Regions from separate parts of the Bombyx mori genome. Here region 2 is linked to region 1. The links are chromatin contacts, called in public Hi-C maps. All regions are on one chromosome and are shown on one strand. Each heading gives the region's core, a stretch centred on a gene start, on an enhancer-like site or on the middle of the called end of the contact. The rest is flanking DNA. Distances are from core to core; before and after follow the strand shown.

Region 1 (5,675 bases), core at 805-3,304:
CAATATTAATCTATTTTCAATTCGACCACAGGCTTTAAACAATAACAAAAGTTTCCCAATTGACAGTAAACAAAGAGTATATTTTGATGTATGTGTTGTGTCAAATACATGGTAGTGTATGTAATATTGATTTAATGTGTTTTTTATTCATAATTTACAAAAAAATATTAGCATTCTGCACTTCTACTCTGTATTCTCTATAGGTATAGGAAATTTCATACTCATCCGTCCGGGCAATTTTCGTAAAAATGGTTACAAAGTTTTTGCTTCACGTATTAATATATAGATCCTCTCATTCCCATTCAAACTCGGGATTCGTTCAGGAAAATACAAAAAAAACTCAGTCAACGACATGCACGCTATCACCAATATTTTATCATTCTTGTCGACGATAAAACTTCATTAGTCGCTTCTCACTCGAAGTGTTCGCCCTGGTAGTTAGTTCTATTTTAATATGCACATTCTAATTTTTTCGGCTTAGAAATTGTTCTTAAACCGCCTAATCGGTAGACTTCAATCTTTCCACACGATTCCTAAATTTTTTTGATTAAAAGTAATGTTTTTACATCGTTGAATGCATATTAAGTGCGGATAGATATATGACAAAGGGAAAATCTTCCACCGCGCGGGTGATATTGCTCGGTAGACCGACGGTCCGAATGTTGTTGTTCGGAACTTGTATGCATATGCTTATGTGCGCGCTTATGTTGAAAATGTCGTAAGCGAGATTCAGGCATCTGTCAAATATCTTCTATTGTATGATGGTCGCCTGCTACATATGAGTCGTCTATTATCAAAGGTGGCAATCTGTGCATTTGGACAAAATTTTTTTATTGATATGTCAATACAGATTGATTTGAATATAATCGTCTCCTTCAAAGAATACGGTTCAAAACCTGCATTAAATAAAGGTTAATACTTAACCTGTTATTTATCTAAGATGTCGTTCAGAAGAGTTTTGTGACTGCCAATGGAATACAAAGTCAATAATTCGTTTTTCTAATTTACCAATAATTGTCCAAAAGTCACATTGCCGGCTTTGATAATAGTCGACTCATATGTAATAAGAAGGTTTTTGCAAAGCAAAATTTTATCCACACCAGAATTGGATCATAGTTGAATGTATTTGATATTCCTTATTTAAATGTGTTTTTAAATATTACATCCGTTTTGTATAAGTATTAACTGAAGTATTTAGCGGCAGCTAAAACACTGCCTGCCTAGATAATGTTAAATTAATTACATTATTAACATAAAGTGTTTCTGTTGTTAACAGAAAGACCTGCAAGTCATGCGGGTGTGATCGATTGAAGCATTCGGTGTACCATGAAGAACTGGGCTCGGTTCGAGACCGACTCGGACTCCGCGACTCTAGAGTCAACCATCACTCCTATGACAGTCCGCCCGGACTCACCGCTAAGCAGGTAAATGAACACTAAATACTGTACAGCGACATCTTGTGACAAGTAGTAGAACCATAAATAGGTTAGACCTAAATTCTCAACATTGACGACGATTATGAATTCGGAATACCTAATCAATTTTTTTTTTCGTATCTTAGACCGAGCTGTACTGGCAGTCGCTCGCTGAGCGTACTCCTACTAGTACAGGTGGCGCCACTGGTCAGGCGGCGTGGCGTGCTTGGCGTACTAGGGCCTTAGCTTCCCAATTACCAAAGCAGGATCTTACATTGGATCATTGCAAGCACATCGACGAAGGCCACCGCAAGCAATATGAAGATTTCGTCGCCGCCAGGAATGAAATTGCTCTTGATATCGGTACCAAAATATCATTTAAGCATCTCCATCTATTGTCAAGTAGTCTACTTACTATTCTAAAATATTGAATTACGTTTTTAGGTATCGCTAGTCAACATCATGGATCTCCGCTGGAATGCATTGGCTGCAATAAGTCGATCAGAAGCGGCAGCATTACTATTCTTGCACCTAGAATAGGAGAAGACGTAAGTAAATTCAAACTTTCATGTAATCAAAATTAAAAATGTATTACAAACCTAAATCAAATCGTGTTTTTCACTGTCGCCGCTAGATGGCGCGAATTTAAAGATTATTATCTGGGTTTTGTTGCAGGCGTTTTTCCACCCGGCGTGCTTTTCTTGCTCGGAATGCGATGAATTGCTAGTCGAACTAGCTTATTGCAATTTAGACGGACGATTGTACTGCGTTCGACACTACTCCGAGAAGTTGAAGCCTCGGTGTCATGCTTGCGATGAGGTAAGTCGAGACAGCTAGATGAGGTCGCATGTCGCGCACTTATTGTAGTTAAAGTAGTATTGTGAACCAACATAGATAGGCACCTGCTGATTTCTGCCTCAAATTAGTCATATATTTTGCAAGGAGAGCCAACAGAATCGAGACTCCGACCTCATGTTTTATGATGGTTGATGATGTTCACTTTGTGTTGTCTATGTATAATAATTTAATAAAACTGCACCAATGTATTCCTACATATGAGTCGTCTATTATCAAAGGTGGCAATCTGTACATTTGGACAAATTTTTTTTATTGATATGTCAATACAGATTTATTTGAATATAATCGTCTCCTTCAAAGAATACGGTTCAAAAGCTGCATTAAATAAAGGTTAATAGTTAACCTGTTATTTATCTAAGATGTCGTTCCGAAGAGTTTTGTGACTGCCAATGGAATACAAAGTCAATAATTCGTTTTTCTGATTTACCAATCATTGTCCAAAAGTCAGATTGCCGCCTTTGATAATAGTCGACTCATATATAGTTAAAATCTTATATAGCCCGTTAGCTTAAACGTTTATTTGTACTTATATTCGGAAAGTACACACATGAAACTAGAGCCAAAAGATTATGACTGACTTCAACATTAAAAGATAATGTTTATTATATTTATTTATGTATTTCATATATAATTATACATGCCGCCATTATTATACTAGCATTCTATGAATAAATATGTAAAGGCATTACAATTACTAACTACTTTCTCCTGTTTGTCCTTTTTTGGTATCTATTAAGTAGCTTTAATATTACCATATATTTTTTTTAAAGTTTTTTTTCTCTTGTAAATCAGAAACAAAATCTATTTTGTTTCAGACACTAAATCAGTAATACAGTTTTAGTGATTATACGAACACTGGTTTATTTAAACAGTTCATTTAGGAACTGCATACAAACGAGACCGCGTAAAACGGCCAATTGTAGACTGTAAGTTTTAGTTAAGATAATCCTGTTTATTTCGATCGCGGGACATTCACGCGTTTGTAGGATAGGACACCTGTTATAACCCACTGAGTTTCTCGCCAGATCTTCTTAAACTGTCGCGATTCCGATCCGGTAGTAGATTCAGCTATTTTTCCCTACCTATTCGTTGGTAGCATAAGGTGCAATTTCAGCTACGCCCGGACGGGTCAGTGAGCTCACGGGCTCAACCTGAGAGAATTTGCTAACACTAGCCCTAGCAAGAGCAGTACTCTGCAGAATCTACCACCGAATCGGAATCGCGACCCACTGAAAAGATCCGGCGTGAAACTCAGTGGGCTGTGTCTTTGGGTTAGTTCACTCGTCGAACTCTTCGTCGTAATCGACGAGTTCGATGAGGAAAGACTAAGGAAAGGACTACTCTTGTTAGGGCTAGTGTTAGCAAAGTCTCTAAGCTCGAGCCCAGCAATTAGATGAATAGCTACTTTTGGCTAACAGTAGTTAGGTAGGGAAAAAAATCACCTGCTATACAATACAATTTAGATTTAGATCCCGGAATTGATGTTGCGATGTCTATATGCTTCGTCAATCACTTTAGACCAGGCGGTTCATACATATATTTATTATAGACAAAACTTTCGTAAATGCAACCACTCACAAAAACGTTTTTAATATTATTATCGAGATAGGTCTTGTCTCTGTCTTTAAGCTTGAAGACCTGCAATAAAATAGATTATTTCGACCACGCAAATAGGAGAGTGAACAGTGAAGGTAGTTAATAACCGTGTCGCTGCGAGATATTTCACTAGTTTTGGAACGATTCCAATTAAAAACCATAAGCTTCTAGATTGAGCGACTAATTATTATATTAGGTGTGTGGGTTAATTATATTAACATTTTTAACGTAATATAGAGTATTCTTTTTTACTGATGGTAGGATCTCTTGTTAGTAGGAGTGGGTGATATAAATCGTATATAGATTCAATATCTATATATCGCAGCAATATCGTTGAATCCGATATCGCCCCGCACGAAATCTATATATCGATATCAGCCGATACACGATATTGCTCGATGTGATGCGCATCGGCATATCGTACCGATTCGTTAATATCAGCAATATTCGTTTGGTTCGTATCGAACCGGCCAGAGTGAGTGAGCGCACGATAGGGATATCGTGTGATGAATGAAACAGAAACAGGCATTATCCATACAATTGTAAACCTTATATTTAAGTCCATATGTCTGTAGATTATTCTTAGCGTATCAGCAGGATACAATTAAGGAAAGAAGTTTCAACTTTCGACCCTAACTTGAATGCAGTATAACCTATTTGCATCGTTGAATTTAATTTCACGCGCTTTGACCTTGAACTAGAATTTTTGGACAAGTGTTTATAAATACTTAAAAGTTTTTTGTGTTTGATTTTTAAAGTACACATTTTTCTATTTTTAGTTGAATCCAAATAATTGAGTTTATTTCTTGTGTTTGTATTAAACTTTTGAAATCTACACTCTTTTGGTATATTTTGTAATTTTAAATTAAGACACAAAATACTAATAACTGAAAATAATGTAGCCAGTCCTAAGCCTGGTAAAAGCATGAAGGAAAGTTTTTTTGATATTTTTATTTTCATGTTCTTTTTATTACTTTAAGATCATATTATAAACTGATATCAGAAAACCAACCGTATAACGTTGACTTAAATCTATATCTACTACGATATTATATCAGCGTATCGTTTCAAATCTCAAATATCATGAATCGAGAAAATCTACTAGCATCTATCAATATATAGATTCAGAAAATATATAGATTCAATATCCGATATTGATCCTCGATATATAGATACGATTCGATACGCGGCAAAACCGATATTACCCACTCCTACTTGTTAGTCCGCACGGCTAGGCACCACCGCTCTGTCTGTTTCTGCCGTGAAGCAGTAATGCGTTTCGGTTTGAAGGGTGGAGCAGCCGTTGTAACTATACTGAGACCTTAGAACTTATATCTCAAGATGGGTGGCGCATTTACGTTGTAGACGTCTATGGGCTCCAGTAACCACATAACACCAGGTGGGCTGTGAGTTCGTCCACCCATCTAAGCAATAAACAAAAAAAAGTCATATTTTTGAATATATTTTTGAAAGTATTTAGGAATTATATCTCTCAGAAAATTCTAAAATAGATTATATAAATTTATTTGGAAAAAATGGACATGCATTCGTGCCATATCTTCCACACTGGTAACCGTCCTGCGTCATTAATCACATGTCAAACGTTCAATCAATTTCAAAGTCTGCTCGAAAAATCCTCTTATCTCATTTGCTGTAATGGTATTGACAGCATCAGTCGTGATCACGTTCAGCCACGACTAGCTGAATTTTTACGATCCGTCTCCACCGACGTTATCCTGACGGACGCTATCCTTGAGCGTCTTTGGTCAATCTGGAGCATACGCAGCTACATCCTCTACATCGCCG
Region 2 (5,675 bases), core at 2,169-4,668, 320 kb after region 1:
AAGAGTTGCGTTCAAAAGCTGTAAGTTTTGTGGGTACGTAAACTCACAAATCCGCGAACACTGACGTATTTATTAAAGCATATTCATTCTGTGTTGTCCGAGCTATGTACTATAATAAAACGTATCCAGGTTATAAACGTTCTATGCGCGAAACTCAATCTAAATCGGTTTTGGCGTTTTTGCATCATCAATTAACAAAAACAAGTCGTCGCGTAGCCTAAAGGATAAGACGTCCGGTGCATTCGTATCTAGCAATGCACCAGTGTTCGAATCCCGCAGGCGGGTACCAATTTTTCTAATGAAATACGTACTTAACAAATGTTCTCGATTGACTTCCACGGTGAAGGAATAACATCGTATAATAAAAATCCAACCCGCAATATTATAATTTACGTAATTACTGGTGATAGGACCTCTTGTGAGTCCGCACGGGTAGGTACTCCCACCCTGCTTATTTCTGCCGTGAAGCAATAATACGTTTCGGTTTGAAGGGTGGGGCAGCCGTTGTAACTATACTGAGACCTTAGAACTTATATCTCAAGGTGGGTGGTGCATTACGTCATAGATGCCTAAGGGCTCCAGTAACTACTTAACACCAGATGTGCTGTGAGCTCGTCCAACCATCTAAGCAATAATAATAAAAACAATAATTATATTAGTATAGATACAATGTCATTTTTGACCTATTTTACTGCTCTATAATTATATTATTAGTATCCTCAAAACAGCGTGGTTTAAATTTTGTAGTGATTCTACTCGAGCGTGCGTATTGTAGCGCGTGGGCGACAATGAGCGTGGGCTGACTTAGGGTAGGTCGGGTTTGTCACGCAATTCCCTGATTATTTCATTGATACCTGCTCTTACCACTTCATTGTTAAACAAATTTAGCTAAGAGACGCGCTGTGGATGTTATTTGGCGGGATGACGCTCACGAGTCAAACAAATGTACTACTACTTATTTATTTATTTATTTACTTAATAGAATCGTGATTTGTTTTTATCGTGAATTGTTTGTTGTTCGGTTTGATTGAAACAAAATACTTCATACATATTTTTCTCCTCACGAAAGTACAGGAGTCGAGTCAATTAATACTTCTACAACGCCAAACGCTATGACGGGCGGATGTTTAGCTTGAAAAGCATGATGGATGAAAATGGCAGTTATTTAAAATTGGTTAGCGGCAGGTGCCGCCCGCGTTGCACAGATAATAAAAGCCGCAAGATAATCTCGAACGTTAATCTGTACAGTAAAATAACGAGGTTAATTGGAATGTACGTTGTTTCGGGCCGCAAAAACGAACATTTGTAAATGATCAGACAATGGATTAAGTTTATTGCTACTCGACAACAGATGGCGCAAAGCTGTTATTCAAAAAAAGAAATCCTTTGTAATGTAAATGATTCGACTTGTTATCTAACGTTGTAAGTGAAATTGCATGTTTAATTTAAACTAGAGTGGCATAATGGTTTTTTTTTTAATTTGCTAAATCACTTAAGTCGGTGGTATGGGCGATTCTGTAATTATACACAACATTACCCTCAGAAATATGTGCCCTGCAAACAAATCCAACCCTTTTAAATATCTCCATACACTTGTTACTTTTTATTCACTATTTAGATCTCTAGGCAACTTTCCAGAGACATTGCTATAAAATCACCAGTGACCCGCTTCGGTTTCACTGGCTTTATTTAATAAAAACAAAACTATCGAACTTAGACAAAACGAACTGAGCGTAATCAACTGAACCAAATTAAAAAGATTTGATCACGTGTAAAATTAGTTCGTGACCAAGATAATTTATTGGCAAAGTTGCGTCGTTGCCTCGACGGAGACGCCTCGTCCTGTACGTATTGCTGTTTTTGTAATAACACCGGTTTGTCTCTCGAGTGAGTTTTGCACGACTATTGTTTAGAAGTCGAAGCTATAGCTGCTTCAACTTTTCTACTAAATTATTCAAAACTACAGTGACGAACTTATCTATATTCTATACTAATATTAAAAAGCGGAAAGATTTGTTTGTTTGTTTATATTGAATAGGCTCCGAAACTATTGAATCGATTTGAAAAATTCTTTCACTGTTTGGAAGCTACACTGCTCCCGAGTGACATAGGCTATAAAGCTTTTTTGAAAAAAAAAAAAAAAATGGGATCTTAACTAAAACTTCAATAATGTAACTCAAGGTGTAAAAAAAAAACCTAAAATATTCTTTACATCGCGTGCCCTGCGAAAACTATTGATGACAGAATAAAATAATGTGCTACAACTTTGTAGAACGCATTATTGTTTACAAAAAGTGTCCCGACAGCATATATCTAACTATTATAGTTACGCCGCAATAAGTGTTCTTTTATTTTAAAAAATAAAACGTCAAATATCGTTGAAATGTTTGTTAAGGACCCGAGCGGAGCCGGAGCGGGCCGCTAGTAGTTTATATAAGCACAATAATTGGATATTAAAATTAACGTTTGAAGCGGTTTCCTCGTGAATCGGTCATGTTTTTCCTAGACGTAACTGAGAATTACAGTTTTATAGCGATCGATTTTTCTCAAGGTTACAGGTGTTCAGTTCGGCACGTGGGGGTCGCAAGGGGAGACCGTCTGATAGGGTGCAATAGGCCGGAACCAATCATATTATTTGAATATTGGATGTTCGCATCACTTGAGGGCAAATATGTAGTAAATAATATGTGGGGGCCTATGGAGTTGATCTTCAAGATGTTTTGAATATTGATTTTTTTTTGGAAATTGTTAGCGATTTGTCGTTCTCAGCTCTGTTTAATCTTTCAGTTGGTTTTTACTGCAGACTTAGAGAGCGTTCAGAAAAGACAGATTCTAGTATATTCCTAACACAGAAAAGAGTCTTTAAAGATCAAGAATGTGCACAACCTGAAACTGTTGTTAATAAAATGCGAAATTAAAGCAAAATCATTACTAATGAGGAGGTAATAAATAAATTATCTGTACTGTTCCTTTTGCTGTTGGCGGCTGTTTGCATGAGTGTACCAGGCTCATCACAAACCGGGAGGAGTGGAGATTGCTCGTGAGGCGCATAGCATCTGCCCACAACAATGATGCTGGATGACGACCACGACCGCTCTGACAAGAGTGATACGACATACGACTGGTCCTTGCACTGGTAATTAATTAAAATCGTTCACAGCGCTACATGCCTCTTTCGCTCATTTACCACATCCTTACACACTTACAATAAGTTAGTTTTTTTTTCTACACTAGAAATTCCCCAGAAATCTTATATATGGCAAAACAACGGTTGCCAGGTCAGCTAGTATTAGTATAGATTATTGTTTAGAAAGACTCGATCCACAATACGAATGGAATAATTTGGTCTCGTTAAACGCGACGTGGAGCGTCATCGGGTGCGTCGCCGGCCGCTAATACGAATTTCGTCCGACAATTCAATTTGTGTCCAATCAAATCGGCCCGGCTCACAGTGTCGGCTCCGCGATTGGCCATTGTTTAATGTCGGCGAGGACGCGGTCGGATTTTTTTATCCTGTCGCCGACGGAAGCTCAATTTAGTGCAATCACAGCGCTGTGACGCGGGACGCACACTGGTTGCACGATTCGTGGCGATAGTGGCGCCACAGTGTCGAGTAGCCGAAGCTAATGAAGGATTTTCGATTTAGTTCTGTTTCTAAAACTCTTGTCTATTGGTTTTATATGACGTAATATTCCTGTCGCTATGAAACGTAATGTTTGTGCAAATTAGATGAGTTTAATCAAAATTAAACTTTTGTTCATGGTACATAATTAAATTCTAGATAAATTATTGTGTATATATGAACAAGTGAATTATCACTTGTTCATATATTTGGTAGCATAGATGGTTATAAGAGTAATCAATTTTTTTACTATTATTTTCATGGGTAGACGAGTTCAAGGCCCACCTAGTGTTAAGTTTAACTGAGCCCCTAGATATCTATCTACAAGGTAAATTCCGCCATCTCCTTGAGGAGACACGAGTTCTAAGTCTCAGTTTAACAGTACAACGGCTGCCGCAACCTTCAAACCGAAGTGCGTTACCGCTTCATGGCAGAAATAGGCAGCGTGGTGGTACCTACCTACCCGTGCGGACTCACAAGACGTCCCACCACCAGTAATTACGCAAATTATAATTTGGTTTTTATTACACGACGTTGTTCCTTCACCGTGGAAGTCAATCGTGAACATATTTTGTTAAGTACTTATTACATTAGAAAAATTAGTACCTGCCGGAGGGATTTGACCATAGGTACAGTCACAGATACGAATGTACCGGGCGTCTTATCCTTCAGGTCACGATGATTTCAGATCAAATTTGAATTTCTTTAAACCGCGCACGCAACCTTCTTTCGTTTATTGAAATATTGACGACGTATTTAAATTCGGAATACAAAGACTCATGAATGTCTTTATAATATCATCACACCAATAAACTTTGCTTAGTGAGGAGCGTGCGACAAATATAATTCAGTGTAACAAAAACATATTTCAGACCACCGAAGTAGATGTCACGTTTTCGAGACTTCACAAGAAAAGAACCGTAAAACGGAACGCACAAAGAACTGTCAAAATGTTTGAAATTTAAATACGGAATTCGCGCGTTCCTCGTTTGATTGGCGGCTGAATCACGCACGCACATGATGCGTTGTGTCCAATCCCGAAATGTGCGTCATCGCTTTAATGATATCGGAGGTTTTACGTAAAATTTTACTCATTAAATCGTAGTGAATTTAGTATTATATATACAGTAAAAAAAACGACTTATTCGCGGTTCTTTCATTCTAGTTTTCACTATTGGCGGATTATAAATATTCGCGGCTTATGATTTCTTTATCGCAATTTTTTTTTTTTTATTGCTTACATGGCTGGACGAGCTCACAGCCCACATGGTGTTAAGTGACATAGACATCTATAACGTAAATTCGCCACCCACCTTGAGATGTAAGTTCTAAGGTCTCAAGTATAGGTGGTGGTACCTACCCGCGCGGACTCACAAGAGGTCCTACCACTAGTAATTACGCAAATTATAATTTTTATTTGCTCAAAATGCTTTCAGATTATGTGACAGCCATTGTCCTTATGTATACGTTTTAGATTAATAGACGCAACGACTTATCAGCCATAGAGACAACAGACAAATGAAAGTTCATTGTTTACTGTATACAAACAGTATATATACGCTTTCCACACACGGCCAAGGTCCAGAACTGACCTCGGTTAAACTGTCACATGGTTTATCCTCGTGGGTCCTCGCCCTCTAAGGGTCCAGGCTACGACCTTTATCGTTTACGAGTGCGCTATTCCCGACCCATGTAAAACAGTTTTTCGAGTAAGCCCAAACAACGATTGCGGGAGAATTTTTGGACGTTTTCCTTTCCACAAGAATTCATATATTACTAGAGGTCCCGCAGTAGTCGAAATTCGACTATAATTAATTGGAATTGTAAGTTTGTACAATATTATGATTGTATTTTATATTTCTATAATCACAAATTTCGCCAAGACTACATTATAAAAAATATTAACAAAGACATACAATTTTTTTTTTTTTTTCCTTTATCCCAATAGTTTTAACTTTATGCCAGTTTCAAGTGAAACATACAATATTTAATCTATTCTCAATTTGACAACAGACTTCAAGAACAAAAGTTTGACAATAAATAGTATGCATGC

Evidence for each region. A called contact is a pair of places that touch in the nucleus more often than the background predicts.
Region 2: a contact with region 1 is called in a Hi-C map of posterior silk gland, with 2.0 times the contacts expected there. The contact joins two enhancer-like sites. A contact is called at or near these places in 2 of 7 Hi-C or Micro-C datasets (middle silk gland and posterior silk gland).

The regions. Positions count from the first base shown.
Region 1 is chr22:2,754,762-2,760,436 of ASM3026992v2, forward strand. It overlaps LOC101741761 (four and a half LIM domains protein 2), which reads left to right. Exons shown (of 10, transcript XM_062674867.1): 3 at 1,277-1,424; 4 at 1,562-1,778; 5 at 1,860-1,963; 6 at 2,091-2,234. Among protein-coding and RNA genes, the nearest start is that of LOC134200941, 11 kb to the right of the region's middle. Within about 2 kb of position 2,055, at least 8 of the 8 cell types and tissues checked have open chromatin away from gene starts, as enhancers often do.
Region 2 is chr22:3,075,698-3,081,372 of ASM3026992v2, forward strand. All of the region lies in intron 3 of LOC101743969 (methylcytosine dioxygenase TET), which reads right to left. Among protein-coding and RNA genes, the nearest start is that of LOC101743969, 70 kb to the right of the region's middle. Within about 2 kb of position 3,419, at least 8 of the 8 cell types and tissues checked have open chromatin away from gene starts, as enhancers often do.